Linked DNA regions of Lactuca sativa: region 2 is linked to region 1. The links are chromatin contacts, called in public Hi-C maps. All regions are on one chromosome and are shown on one strand. The core of a region is the stretch at or near the end of the contact, and the rest is flanking DNA. Distances in the headings are between cores, read along the strand shown.

The links. Hi-C and Micro-C count contacts between places; a contact is called where the count stands out from the background.
Region 2: a Hi-C map of leaf shows a contact between it and region 1, with 7 times the contacts expected there. The contact joins the promoter of LOC111903545 here to the promoter of LOC111900656 in region 1. A contact is called at or near these places in 2 of 4 Hi-C or Micro-C datasets (both in leaf).

What each region holds. Positions count from the first base shown.
Region 1 is chr5:353,677,755-353,680,454 of Lsat_Salinas_v11, reverse strand. LOC111900656 (FK506-binding protein 2) reads left to right here and starts at 1,274. Exons shown (of 6, transcript XM_023896538.3): 1 at 1,274-1,507; 2 at 1,636-1,682; 3 at 1,969-2,031; 4 at 2,160-2,250; 5 at 2,342-2,446; 6 at 2,540-2,700. The coding sequence starts at 1,426. The coding sequence ends at 2,631.
Region 2 is chr5:353,946,878-353,949,577 of Lsat_Salinas_v11, reverse strand. It overlaps LOC111903545, which reads right to left and starts at 1,441. Exons shown (of 2, transcript XM_023899322.3): 1 at 1-1,441. The coding sequence starts at 639. LOC111903544 (probable glucan endo-1,3-beta-glucosidase A6) reads right to left here. Exons shown (of 3, transcript XM_023899321.3): 2 at 2,398-2,700; 3 at 1,854-2,087. The coding sequence ends at 2,050.

The DNA.
Region 1 (2,700 bases), core at 25-2,524:
TTTAAATCGGGAGGAATAAGTTCTCATTATTCAATCCTTTAATCATGAGACTTGTTTATGTATGTGGAAAAATAATCCCGATTAACTCGCTGAAAATTTTTAGTTCCCGCTAGTGTAATTCCATTTTCGGATTTCAAAGTTCCCGCTATTGTAATCCCATTTTAAGGTGGATAATGATAAGGTTCTGATGTGATTACGGATGATATACGTGTTTTTTGTTTGATATCAGATACGGATTGTCTTTATTTTTATGAATTAGTCGGTAATCTGTTAATTATTGATTCTGATTAACACTATGCAACATACCGACATTAATATTTTGCAAAAATTTCTGGAGGATTGGAATGAATTTGTTAATCACTAATATTAGAATCGTTTTGATTAAAATTATGTTTTGTAGGTTTAAGTTGATCATGTTTAAAATAAAAACTAACCCTCCTCTCATCTTACATGTTCAGAATCAAAACTACCAACACTTATTTCCTAATCATTTGGATGCAATTTGATGGGATCCAATTTGAAACTTCCAATACATTTCCATGTAAATCTCCCCATGAACTTTGAGTTTGGTTTTACAATTTTTCCATACAGTTTGTTGTTATGCATATTCTACTTATACCTGCAGGACAATTTTCATCATAATATACAAACAGACAGAGGGTATCCACATGTTAAATCAACCTTGTTAAAAGTTGAAGGTGTCCACGCGTATACAGGTAATTTAACAACGTCAGCCCAAATAATACAATTATGTACTACAAATGTTTTTATTATTTAGTATATTTTTTTTGAAGAGGTTTGAAATCAACAAAATAGGCCTTAATATCTTGAGTAGGAGGATTTATAGGAACAAAAGTAGGAGGATATTTAATTTCTCTAATTATAATAAATGTAATGATAAATGTATAACAATTTCATTAATTGACTGTCCTTTTAATTTTAAAATTTTGAAATTAAAATCACATTAGTTTTTATTTGTTTATTTATCTATTTTTTTAATTTAAAAGAAAAAAACACTTTAATTTTAATAATTCGATATTTTTTTAATTTTTTCTTAAATTCAAAATTTTCAAATATTTAAAATTTCATATTTTATTTTTCTTTTAAATGAAAACATGTAATAGATTTTATATTTAGTTATTTAATTAATGAAATCGGTTTAATTTTTAACCTAGATTCATTAATAATCCAATAAAAAATTCAACATTTTATAAACCGAACAGAATTAGAACTCGATTCATATAACTAATTATTACCTATCATAAAGACAACTGCTCCGTCGTATACGTCGCCGTATCCGGCCAACTAAATTCTAGGGTTTGCTATGACGTGGCGAGTTATGATTGGGTGATGCTCGTCACACCTTGAATCATCTAGCAACAAAGATATTCACGGTCGAGTCAAACAAACCTTTTCACTACAGTCATGAAGAAATTAGCGAATGTGATTCAAATTTCTGCAATTACGGGGATCTCCATATTGGTTCTACTAATTGCAGCTACATTAGGTAAGTGTAATCGAAATTGAGTGAAGTTATCTATTTATATTTTTTATTCAAAGTTTTCGTTTGTAAGAAATTTTATATGGTTTGAGTAAATCAAACGACGATTTGATGTGTTCCGACAAAAATCGCAGTTTCAGCAAAGTCCGGAGATGTAACGGAGTTGCAGATCGGAGTCAAGGTAAATTTTCCAATTTGCTGTTATTCGTTAATTTGTTTTGCGCGTGTACTGTTTGAATCGGTGTGATTAGTTAAAATTGATCATGAATTTTGTTTTGAAATTTATGATTACGCTGAAAAGTTTGACTAGTTTTATTAGTTGAACATGATTTCGCTTGATTATTTATGATTACGTTACTCTTTTAGTTAGAGCAGGATGTCAGATCCCTAATTGATCGAGCGAGTGATTGAAATAGATCTGTAGTCGTGAAATCATTTGAATGTTAATGCGTTGCATATTGTTGCAGCATAGGCCAGCATCTTGTGAGATACAGGCACACAAAGGTGATAAAATCAAAGTTCATTATCGGGTAAGAAATTTGTACCATTTTTTTTCTTCTTTTTTGCCTCATAAGATGAAATCTTGTGATTGAAGGATCTTGTTTCATTCTAATTTCTAAATCAGCAAACAATTGGTAAATATAGACTCTTCTTGCAGGGAAAACTTACTGATGGCAGTGTTTTTGATTCAAGCTTTGAAAGGGGAACCCCATTTGACTTTGAGCTTGGCAGTGGTCAAGTCATAAAAGGTACAAACCCCATTGACCACCATCCACCACCACCCATCACCACCACCACCATGGTTACTGCTGTAATACCTTAACAAATTTATGTTTGCAGGATGGGATCAGGGGCTATTGGGAATGTGTGTTGGAGAGAAGCGTAAGCTGAAGATACCTGCGAAAATGGGTTATGGAGACAGAGGTTCACCACCTAAGATCCCAGGTAATTAAAATTATTTCTTCTCTAGTTTTATATTTTTGGTTATTATTGGCTATAGAAGAATAAAAATAAATATTGTGATGAATATTGTGACAGGTGGGGCCACACTTATATTCGACACAGAGCTTATTGCAGTTAATGGAAAAGGAGCAGCTGGAGTTGGAGGAGACGACAACAGTGAGCTATAGCTATGATAATCCCAGTGAGTAATTTACAAGGAGAGCAATCAGTTTCATCAATTTCAAGTAAAATTCATC
Region 2 (2,700 bases), core at 192-2,691, 270 kb before region 1:
ATACCACCCAAATCCCCATCGAGCAGGTATGTTTTGAGGCGGACCAGAACCTCCATGGCGACCGCCCTTTCCGCCGTTTCTTCCTCCTCGATTACCTCTGCCACCATGAGCTCCACGTCCTCCAATATTGTTGTTGCGAGAAAAATAGGGCGGACCCGAAGGAGATCCGGCGTGAAGAACGGTGGGTGAAGATGAGTCACCCGGATTGCGATTTTGATTTAACTGAATGCATTGTTCTTCAACTTGTAAGATGGAACGAGTATCGGAAAATGATGGCAGTGGTTTCTGATGTCTAATCATACTTACAACATGATCATATTTAGGAGATAAACCATTTATTATATAAATCACAATGTTCTTTTTAGGAACTTCAGCATCGAGATTTTCAAGAAGATCAGCAAGGGTTTGGATCTTTGTGCAATACTCAGTAACAAATAAATTGCCCATGGATATATTGCGTAACTCAGTGTCGAGTTGCATAGCTTTCGAATCTTTGTTGGCTCGGAAGAGAGATTCGAGATAGCACCATAGTGCAAGGGTATTAGGTTTCCGTTTAGAAGACAGCTGAAGGAGAGAGGGTGAGAGAGTACCATATATCCACATTTTGACTATATTATCGATGCGCTGCCATTCGTCCATGTCGGAAGAAGCTGGGTTTTTTGGTTCTTTAAGATGATGAGCAACACCAAAGCCATAGCAATGAGTTCAAAAAGCTCTCTCCAAGAGTCATAGTTCATTCTATCAAGATCAATAATGATGGGGATGGATGAACGTATATTAGCAATACCATATGGTTTTTCTGTGATTGACGTGAATGCAGAGTTCTTTGGTGGGAACTTCTCCTCCAGTCATGATGCACACAGAAAGAAGAAGGAATCTGAGATTAGAAGTCAAGAGGCAGACGAGAGGAAGAAGAGAAAGTTAGAGACCTTTAGGGTTAGAGAGAAAGAAGGAGGTAAAAAAGGAAGAGATTCTACAGCTCTAATACCATGATAACAGAGTATTTTCCTATAACCAAAACATGTTCTTGATATCAAAATATATACACGTACAAATAGATACAAATTGGCTAGGCTAATACAAAATACAAATGGGCTGAACAATATAAACATAATACAATAGACACTCTAACAATAACTTTATATGAATATTTGGCAAAACATGTTGGAATATTTTGAAATATGTAAAATTACATAAAATGATAATCGTTTCAAAATAAATAAATATATAAATATATTTTAAGGGCAATTATGAAAATTGATTTCAGTAGCGTTTTGTTAAACACTACTAGAGATGCGCACAAAAACCGGTTTCACTATTCAAAATCAGATCCAATCCAGAACCGGATTTTCAATCGGATTGTAATCCTATATTTCAAATCGGATTTGATAACGGATCGTAAACCGGATTCGCTAAAAACCGGATCCAAATCCGCCCCAAAATCCGCTTAAAACCCACTAAAATCGGTTTAAACCGGTTTCAAATCGGATTAGAATCGGATTTGGATTTTGGTTGGAACTGAATCGGATTTTGACCAGATCGGATTTTTGATGACGTAAGCGAAACTATATCGGATTCAAGTTTTGTGCATCTCTAAACACTACATTAAATAACGTTTAATAAACATTAAGTAGCTTTTAGATTTGGAACATTTTGTTTAAACTAAACGTTAAAAGTTCATATCACCAAACAAAGATTTATGTTTAAACAAGAGCGTTTTGTCAAAAACTAAAAACTTGTCAATAGTGTCATAAGCTCCGTGGCAAACATGTCTTAGTTACTATGGTCTTAGTGGAGGTTTGCTCCGTGGCAAACATGTCTTAGTTACTATGGTCTTAGTGGAGGTTTGCATGTGCATCAATATACAACATCATATATTAATACAAGAAAAGACTTACAAGACAGTCAAGCTTTAAAGAAAAGACGAATGTGAAAACTGACTAATTTTAGGACAATAGATTAATGTTCCGCAATCCAAAAAAACATACAATGATACAACACAAACTAACCAAAAAAACACTTTTGTTAATTTTCGCTTTCCAAAAAAACTCATAAAGTCACGCTAGGGAACTTGCATGATCCAAAACCTGCAAAATATTAAACACTTTATAAGTTATGCCATAAAAATTATATCACTAAATTATTTAATTTTAACGAACTATAATTATAGAAAATATATTAAAAAATGTGTATCGCATATACTTGTTATAGCATAACGATACTACAAAAGTATTACACATAATTATTGTACCATTTTACCGGGTTTTGCATAAAGTGATATAAAAAATAGTACGTTTATTATATTAAATGGTTAAAATATGTTTAATATGTTGGTAAAATAAATGTATAACAATTTATAAAGATGTGGAAGGGTAAATTGGTAATATAGATATTTACTTGGATTTTTGGCTGTTTGGGTCGCAAGCCCATTAAAGTAACAAGATCCACCAGATTTTTTGAACTGGGCCCAATAAGAGCTAAATGCATAGCTCGCATGCCACGTCAGCGAATCGGGTTTGAAGCATTTCCCACCACGTTGGATCGGGTCACAAGTACTGTTACCCTGTCCACACGCGAATGATAGAGCTCCGGCGAGCGCTGTTGTGTTAGCGCCACGCGCCGCCACGCACCAAATCTTTCCCTTAAACGGCTCATTATTCGTTGGCACCGGCAACGGCTTCTTGAACTCCGACAACGCCG